Regions from separate parts of the Mus musculus genome. Here region 1 is linked to region 2. A link is a contact called in public Hi-C data. All regions are on one chromosome and are shown on one strand. Each heading gives the region's core, a stretch centred on a gene start, on an enhancer-like site or on the middle of the called end of the contact. The rest is flanking DNA. Distances are from core to core; before and after follow the strand shown. Region 1 has its middle 13 kb from the start of Baiap2l1. Region 2 overlaps Baiap2l1 (BAI1-associated protein 2-like 1).

Region 1 (4,695 bases), core at 1,265-3,764, 82 kb before region 2:
TCCTGCCAAGGAACGAGCTTGAAAATGCCCCAGACGACTCCACCACTCCGGTGACACGGGAGGTGGAGGCAGGAGGATCAGAATACTACATATAAGTTTGAAGCCAGCCTGAGATATATGAGACCCTGTATCAAAAAGAGCATGCCGAGGCTGGGAAGATGGCTCTGTGGTTAAGAGTTCATTTAGTACCATTTATGCAGAGGTAGAGTCGCACTCATGTCAGGCATCTCACAACGACCTTTTCCAGGGGGAACAACACATCTGGCTTCCAGAAGTACCTGTGTTCACCTGCACATACCCACACACAGACACACAGTCAGAGACATAACTCAAAAGAAATGCAAACCTTATGAGAGAGACACGTGTGCCAATCACATGTGTCTAGGATATCCATAGTGTTGTGTAAAACTTATCTTAAAGTTGTTCAAAAGCCCTTTTGATATCTGGAAAGGAAACTCTATTCTCTCCCCTGTTGTGTAACAAAGAATTATGTAATACTGAAGTACTTTGCTGAGCCCAGGCCTAAGAGGGACTCTTGGTTTACAAAGGAGAAAATATCAAAGCCGCTAGCTTCCAGATGGTTTCCTGGCTCTGCCTCCTAACATTTTATTCTCTGCTGAATAAAATGGAGAGGTTGAGGGGCTGGCTCAGTGGTTAGAGCACTGCCTGCTCTTCCAGAGAGTCTGGATTCAATTCCCAGCAGCCACATGGGGGCTCACAACTGTCTGTAACTCTAGTTCCAGAGGATCCAGTGCTCTTGGACACCAGACATAGACATGGTACATAAACATACATGCACGCAAACATATATGTGTTTTTATATATTTATATAACATATATGTTTTATATAAAGAGATGTTAATATATTTTAGATGTTTATGTATTAGATGTACACACACACACACACACACACACACTGTCAACCAGGGGAGATAGAACGCATGCTCAGAACAGCAAGTCAGCTAACAGGAGGAAGCACTGCTGGAAGTCTGGTTCCTGCTGTAGCCAAGGACACACCTTCTTCTCACTCCTGATTACTGTAGCAGAACAGCAGGTTGGTCCGAAAGACTTTTCTCACCCTCTCTTTCCTTGGTCCCTTTGCTGACACATCAGCACACAAAGTTAACTAACACTCACAGGCCCAGTGTCCTTCACCCTCCACCTAGAGGCCTAGCCAGAGACATTTATCTCTAAAGCAAACACAACTGTACCCAAATCTGTGAGTGGCTATGTTTGCTAATGATGTCATATGTGTCCCAGACTCTCTGATCAATGTGACTCAAGGGTGAGCAGCTGACTGGTCAGAGTGAGTAACGTGCTGACCTGCCCAAACTGGCAACAAGGTGACCCCAGGGTGACCCAGGCCTTGGAGAATGAAGTAGGAGTGAACCTGACAGAAGAGACTAGGTTGCTGGTTCCAAGAAATACCAATAAAGGGATTTTTAGTGACTCCCAATCTCACACAACATCATCCCCAACAACTCCACATGGGCAAGGCTTATAGTATCTCACTAAATTTTGAAAAATAAGGAGTGTTGGGTGTCATGGCTCAAAGCTGTAATTCCAGCTACTCCAGAAGCTGAGGCTGGGGGATAATCCACACAAGCCTGGGCTATGGAGTCAGCTCAAAGGGCAACTTGAGCTACAGGAAAATTCTGGTTCTAATCTGAAAGAAGAAAAAGGGAAGGGGATAGGGGTGTGGCTCAGTGGTAGAGTGATTTCATAAAATATGCCAGGCTGGGGGTTCAATAGCAGCCAATACTGGAATATTAGGTGGCAAAATCAATTCAACATAGGGAAGTGTTTTGAGTTGATGTAGCAAATCAGGCCAGGTGTAATCATTTCAAAAACAACAAAAGGCAGAAGAAGAAGAAGAAGAAGAAGAAGAAGAAGAAGAAGAAGAAGAAGAAGAAGAAGAAGAAGAAGAAGAAGAAGAAGAAGAAGAAGAAGAAGAAGAAAGGAGGGAGGGAGGGAGGGAGGGAGGGAGGGAGGGAGGGAGGGAGGAAGGAAGGAAGGAAGGAAGGAAGGAAGGAAGGAAGGAAGGAAGGAAGGAAGGGGAAGAGAAAAGAAAAGAAAATTCTGTTTCAAAAACAAATATGTGGATGCTGCTGAACCTGCAGAGATAGAAATACAACCAGACTACATTTTCCAGGATAGGAGCTTAGAGGCGGGGTGGGGCGGAGTGGGGGGCCGGGGGCAGATGGTAAGGGAGCATTCAGGAGCTCTCCCCTTGAATTGCAATCTCAGTTAAAAGTGGAGATCAAAGATAAGCTCAGAGGGAACAGACAGGGACAGCTGCTGGAGCTGTGACTTCCCAGGACCTCTTCCTAGCCAGTAGCCCTGCAGTAGGGTAAGGACAGCCTACTTGACTCATCTTGCACACTCCAGGGGTAAACCCTGGCATCAAGTCACGAGTTAGCCTGGAGCCTAAACAGCTGTATCAAGAGACCTGCCCTGAAGGCAAGCATGACCTTTCACTACCCCCGCAGGGTCGCAGGGTCGTTTGAAGTACTGCCCACCCCCATTCGCAGTGCTAGGAGGCTGGGATGTGCTGTGACAGGCCCTGGGGTCACAGGGTCATTGACAGGGAGAACTGCATTTGCCAGGCTGTTTTTTCCTGAGTAAAGACCTCTGGACACGTGCTCGTAGCTTGTTCCACTAGGACAGCAGCAGTGATGTTGTTGATGGGGGTGCATCCATGGGAGTGTGTGTGTGTGTGTGTGCGCGCACGCACAAGAGAGAGAGAGAAAGAGAGAGAGAGAGAGAGAGAGAGGGAGGGAGGGAGGGAGGGAGAGAGAGAGAGAGAGAGAGAGAGAGAGAGAGAGAGGGTAAGAGAGAAAGAGCGCACAGCGCACACATGCAAGTCACAAATGGGACAAATCCTAGCAGCTGGATTAGGGGAGCAGAGTGTGGGACAAATCCACACTCTGGATTAGGGGAACAGGTTTTGTTTTGTTTTTTTTTTCTTTTTAAAAATATATTTATTCTTTCACAATTCCATGCATAGATATTTATGTATATATAATATACAATTATTATTTCCCCTTAGACCCTCTCCTTCCTCCTTAACTCTTCTTTCTCCCCAAAAAGTCATCCTCCCTACTTTTTTTTTTTTTTTTTGGTGACCCACTGCATTTAGCTAGAGTTGCCTGCATGAGCTTGGGTAGGGTTATTTATTTGAACATGGGCGGCTTACCCGAGGCTATCCCACTGTGGAATATGACTCCCCCTCCCCCAACAACTGGACTAGCTCCCCAGGGAGGCTGTGCTCCCGCCCAGTTCCCTCAGGTGATAGGCCTCTTCTGTTGATAGGCTACCAGTGTTGCTGTAAGCTCAGGGGACAACTGCCATGTCATACTAAAAAGATAGTATTCCAGGGCTAGAGAGATGGCTCAGTGGTTAAGCGCACTGACTGTTCTTCGGAAGGCCTGCGTTTGGATCCCTAGCACCAACACAAAAGCCAGGCATGGGGGCAGGATGACTCAATGGTTAAGAGCACTTGTGACTCTTGCAGAGGACCCAGGTGTGGTTTCCAGCATCTACATGACAGCTCACAACTACCTGTAACTCCAGCTCCAGGGGATCAGATGGATTCTTCTGGCCTCTGAGGGCACCAGGCACACACAAGGTACACATACATACGTGCAGGCAAAATTGTTACATACATAGGATAAGTCTTAAAGAAACTAATCTGCACATGGCAGTATTCATTAGTAACCACAGCACTGCAGGCTGAAGGCAGGAGAATCCCAGAGATTGTTTCCAAGTTCAGAGACTCAAAAAAAAAAAAAAAAAAAAAAGGAGGAAAGAGATTAAGGAAGAAATCTTGATGTTAACCTCTGCTCACACATGTACATACACACATCACATGTACATGCACAAGTGCACATGTATAACACACACACACATTCCCTACTTTCTGACTGTTGATGCAAAGTTATCAGCTGCCTCAAAGTTCCGGCAGTTTACATTCCCTCCTATGATGGACTGTATCAACATGTGCCCTCCGTCATGGTTAGCTTAAGCTTTACCTTGGCATGACCCAGAGTCACTTGGGAAAGGGGACCCACAAGTGAGGAGCTGCCTCCGTCAGGTTGGCTTATGGTCATGTCTGTGGGGCACTGTCTTGGTTGCTGGTGGATGAAGGAGGAGCCAGCCCACTGTGGGTGGTACCATACCTAGGCTGTTTAAGAAGGGAAACTGAACAAGCTAAGGGGGAGCCAGCCACTAAGCAGTGGTCCTCCGAGGTCTCTTTCAGTTTCTGCCTCTGGGCTCCTGTTGTTCCTGCCCTGATGATGCACTGTGACCTGGAGATGTAAACCAAATAAACACTTTCTTCCATCAAGTCATTTTTGGTCAATGTTTTTATCATAGTAACAGAGAGGCAAACCGTGAACATCTTCTCCTTCCCTTGCCTTTGTCAGACACTAATTTGTTACATCAATGGGAAAAAGAACAAGTAACTAATATATGGATTTTTTTTTGAGTATTCGTGATGTTTATCTGTGTTGATTCCAAGCCAATCACAAACTCTTTCCAAAGTTTAGGAGCAATACAGTGGACCGTTGGAATCCTTCCATACTCTTGGAGTCAGCCAAGCATGAATTGAAAACACTTGGTTTGTACTACATCTGTCCAGAATACGCACAGACAGTTTTTTCGTCATTCCCTAGAGAGCTCAGTTTCTTTTTCTAG
Region 2 (4,674 bases), core at 2,171-4,670:
ACACCTCCTTATCCCTCCATTATCTCCAGCAATCAGCACTGGACTCCCCAGGACCAGGACGACATAATCTGCATCCTCCTCCCCTTCCTCCTCCTCCCTTTCCTCCTCTTCTCCCTCCTCCAATACTAAATAGGTAAATGAGGGGGTCAGTGAGATAGCCCAGTGGGTTCCCTCCTCCAATACTAAATAGGTAAATGAGGGGGTCAGTGAGATAGCCCAGTGGGTTCCCTCCTCCAATACTAAATAGGTAAATGAGGGGGTCAGTGAGATAGCCCAGTGGGTAAAAGCCTAAGTTCAATCTCCAAAATCCCACATAGTAGAAGAAGAGAACAAACTCCAACTAAGTCATCATCTTCTGTCCTCCATATGTGTGCGTGCATGTACACACACACACACACACACACACACTAAGTGTAAATAGGTAAATACATTTCATTCAGTTAGATTCAGTTACAGTATGTTACTGTAAACCTATTTTATAAATGCTAAGCAGAGGTTGAGTCTGGACCAGGACCTCAAGGTATTTTAGGTGCCAAATCTTTGTCCTCGCTAGAATCCTATCCAAGCCATTTTGTATCTGGTGAGTATCAACTGCGAGCATACTGGTCACTTTCCTCTCATCTTCCATATAAAGTCACTGTCTGCTTTCCAGTTCATTGGTTTTTAAAAACATTTCTGTTAACAAGAATCTTAACTTATTCCTCATCCTAACTTTACAACTGTTAGTGATTTTTGCTCTAACAGTCTTTCCTATGATGGTGGCTAAATGGTGATTTCCCAAGTCTGGCAGATCCTTTCATGATCTATAGTTTGTTGCCGTCCTTCACTGTTTTGATGCTCAGGTTAGAATACCCCATATCTGACGAGCTGACTCTTGTGACATACCCCTCCGGGTCATTTATTTGTTTATTTTGGGGAACACTGGCAGAATAATTATATGATGTTACAAGACATTAATTGGAGCTGTAGCTTCAGTTGGTTAAGTCAAGAGTGAGACCCAGCTAAGCTCTGTTGTACAGATATGCTGCTATTTGTGAAGTTTTTCTTCTATTGTTGCAAATTTACTTGACTTGTTGGTTGGGATTTTGTTTGGTTGGTTTGGTTTGGGGTTTTGGGGGGTTTTGTTTTGTTTTCCAAGACAGTTTCTCTGTGTAGCCTTGGTTGTCCTGGAACTCACTTTTTAGACCAGGCTGGCCTTGAACTCAGAGATATGCCTGCCTTTGCCTCCCAAGTACTGGGATTAAAGAAGCGCTGATCAGAGGAGAGCCACCGCCTGCCTCCAGGGGCTAAGAGCCCGGTTTAAAGGCAGTGGATCATCCTGAGTGTGCTCAGGTGTTTGTGGTTAGGGTAGGTGCTGTGCCTCTTCAGCACACACCTGTCAGTTCAGCAGCACATCTGTGGGCTTTGCTTTCTGCCTTCACTGTTCTGATTAATTTTTTATTGCACTTTATTTATTTTGCATGTGAAAGTCAAAGAAAAGCTGTAGGAGTTGCTTCTCCCCTTCCTCCAACTGGATCCCGGGATTGAATTCAGTCGCCAGGCTTGGCAGCCAGCCTTTCCCTTCTTAGACCCCATTGTAGTTTCTCCTCATCACATTTGCTACCTGTAAAACTGTCAGGAAAGCCGCCGAGCACAGGCGGCACACACACACCTTTATTCCCAGCACTCGTGAGGCAGAGGCAGGTGGATATCTGAGTCTGAACGAGCCTGATCTACAGATCGAATTCTGGGACAGCCAGGGATACACAGAGAAACCCTGTCTTAAATGAGCAAGCAAGCAAACAAACAAACTAAAAACAAGCAAAAAAAAAACCCACTCAGAAAAACTATACATTTTCCCAGTGACATTTTTGGTCATTTTCACTTCAGTCCACACAGTATGACTCCAGGCCAGTAGTAGGTTGGCTTCTACAGCGTCATTTTATTATCTGATCCCACTTGTAGTAGCATGTAGGAAGTAGCATGTGACTCAGCCATTACCCTGCACTCTCTGGAAATAACAAATGTGTTGTAATTATCTGTGACCAGATATAAATGGAAAGAACTGGGCTTGGTTTTCTTTCTTTCTCTCTCTCTCTCTCTCTCTCTCTCTCTCTCTCTCTCTCTCTCTCTCTCTTTTAAATGTCTGCCTGAATTCAGCATGTGTTCTTTGCTGCCTCTATCCTTGGCAGGCTCCATCTGGCTCCTCCACATTCTTACAGTGAATTGGTAAAGCCTTATCTCACTGAAGTGTATTAATAGACCAGCTGGGTGTGGTGGTGCATGCTTGCAATCCCAGCACTTAGGAGGTAGACAGAGGAGGATTGTAAGTTTGAAGACGGCCTATATTACAAGAGCCTGTGTCAAAGACCAGGTAGAGAAACTCTAGTGTGAACTGAGAATGTAGCTCAGCTGATGAGCCCTTGCCTAACCGCTCGCTCCGACCCAAAGATTTATTTATTATTATATGTAAGTACACTGTAGCTGTCTTCAGACATACCAGAAGAGGGCGTCAGATCTCATTACAGATGGTTGTGAGCCACCATGTGGTTGCTGGGATTTGAACTCAGAACCTTCGGAAGAGCAGTCGGTGCTCTTAACCACTGAGCCATCTCTCCAGCCTGACCAGCTATTTTCTTTAAGTCTTATTATTTAACATTTTAAGGTCACTTTGCCTACCAGCCACATGCATAGCCATTACAAAGTATTGTTTAAATTATATTCCTAAAACCTAGAGTAATACTGCTGTTTGCAACAGTTGCTGTGAGCACTGTCTCAGTTGAACTCAGGAATTTGAAATGTTTTGTTGTGTCCATGTTTTACCTAAATCCCTTTGATTTAGCCAGCACTGTGGCTCAGTACAGAACTTGTCCACATGGCAAGTTCCATCTACAGCACTGCGAGAATTTTTAATTTTAACAATAAATTCCCTATTATTGCCCCCATTAAGAATCCAATTTATTCAGATTGAGTCACATGGCTATAATGATGTGAATTTCCTCCTGAGATGTTGGCTCCCAACCTGAAAGGAGAAAGGAGAGGGTTGGTGCAGCCTGCAGCATGGCTTCCTGTTGGGGCATGCACTCTGCTCTGTCTGAGTCTGGGTTGGGCTTTCTCAGCTCCTCCTCAGGGTTCTCTGTCCTTTCTCCTTCTCAAGTATAATTCATGAAAACATTGGTTAGAGCATGGGGCATACAACAGCACAGAGCAGGATGCTTTCATTCCTGAAGTAACACTTGCCCAAACCGAGAGTAGACGTCTATGGACTTAACCTAAAGCAATTTTGTGTCTGTTTCAAGGTACTCTTCTGCAGGTTACACAATCACAACCAAGGTGTGTCTCGGTCAGTTTTCTAAAACCAAGGACTTGGGAGGTCAACTTTGGAATTCCACAGACCGTGGTGGCCAAGACTAACCAGGTCAGGGTTCCCCATCCTGCCTCTGTGAATGGCCCATTTCATTGATCTGTCTGAGGTGGCAGAAACCGCACAGGAGTATGGACAGCGGGAACCCGTGGGAAGTGAGCTGGGCTGGCAAGGCCGAGTCCTGAGTAGAGCTGTGCTCGGCTCTCAGGGCCGTGCTCTGAGGTCTGCACTGGAGTGAGGCTGCGGAAACCCAGTTCAAGAAGGGTCACGTTAGGAAGAAACGTGGCCACTGTGCTTCCCAACAGAATCCTGATGGTTTCAGCCAAAACAGTTGTACATTTTCTTTTCTAAGAAGATGTGACTTGCCAAGAACTGAGTGCTTAGTTTTCAAATAATTGAAGTGTATTTTGTTTTTGTTTTTTTTTTTAATCTCCAACAAGGGATTTTTTTTATGGTTCAAAATAGATTTAAAGTAAGTCTGAATGTTTCCATATCTGAAGTGACATAGTAATGTAGTTATATTCTTGGCCAGGCTGCAGACGTCTCTTGTGAGCGTCTAGCTTGTCTTTTTATATTGACTTTTGGAAATTTTAGCTGGCATCATTGGGGTGGGGAGCTAATGAACCTGATTGGTTAAAAACCCTGACTCCTTTCTGCCATAGCTCTCCTTTATCCGGCACATTAGCTTATGGGACAGTGTGTGTTCTTGGATCCTGGTGGCCTGTGACTTCTCCAGGTTATGTACAAGCAGTTCTCTGTGCCCATCATACCCAGGGTTACACAGCACTTGTCTATGGAGGCCTTCCCCTTATCGATCACAGGTTGTTTTATCTGGGACACTGGAGAGAACAGGGAGGTTGCCTGTTCTTTGCTTTTAGAAAGACCTCTGGCACCATGTAAAGTTGACCCAAGAGAGAACCTACTCCAGAGGAATGAGGAATGCACTGGACAGGGATGGAGTGGAGGAGACTCCTAAGAGACCTAGCCAGCTGGATCTGTGTGGGGGCCATCTTCCACTTTTGTTGAGTGGACTTGGAAAGCACATGTCTATGACTTCAGTTTGTCCAGCGTGTCTGTCATCTTCTCAGGGTAGGACAGGCACAGATATGGGTTAGTAAGGTTTGTGTTCTTCCCAAGTGGCACCAGTGCACAGTAAATGACTTTGTCATGGGCATGACACATAGGTGAGAGGTTTCCCACCATGACGGGCTGGCTGGGGTTAGGAGGGGTTAGGAGGAGGCATGGTGCCGGTGAGCTCACTCTTACACATAGAACACTGGGAACAGTCTGGGAGCACACTGCATTTCTGAGATGGAAGATGAGGGAGGAGC

The links. Hi-C and Micro-C count contacts between places; a contact is called where the count stands out from the background.
Region 1: a contact with region 2 is called in a Hi-C map of pancreatic cancer cells, with 2.6 times the contacts expected there. The contact joins two enhancer-like sites. A contact is called at or near these places in 5 of 39 promoter capture datasets (the 3T3-L1 cell line, 3T3-L1-derived adipocytes, HPC-7-derived erythroid cells and 2 more), 23 of 484 Hi-C or Micro-C datasets (the G1E-ER4 cell line, the HL-1 cell line, cortical neurons and 8 more), 2 of 115 datasets of contacts at active chromatin or transcription factors (fibro-adipogenic progenitors and pancreatic cancer cells) and 2 of 9 other capture datasets (adipose tissue and pancreatic islet).

The regions. Positions count from the first base shown.
Region 1 is chr5:144,368,935-144,373,629 of GRCm38.p6, reverse strand. No RefSeq gene overlaps it. Among named protein-coding and RNA genes, the nearest start is that of Baiap2l1, 13 kb to the right of the region's middle. Within about 2 kb of position 2,514, at least 70 of the 459 cell types and tissues checked have an H3K27ac peak or open chromatin away from gene starts, as enhancers often do. A contact at or near this core is called in the HL-1 cell line, liver and pancreatic cancer cells, where this site is marked.
Region 2 is chr5:144,287,512-144,292,185 of GRCm38.p6, reverse strand. The region is part of intron 3 of Baiap2l1 (BAI1-associated protein 2-like 1); the gene reads left to right. Among named protein-coding and RNA genes, the nearest start is that of Gm15708, 13 kb to the right of the region's middle. Within about 2 kb of position 3,420, at least 64 of the 459 cell types and tissues checked have an H3K27ac peak or open chromatin away from gene starts, as enhancers often do. A contact at or near this core is called in the HL-1 cell line, liver and pancreatic cancer cells, where this site is marked.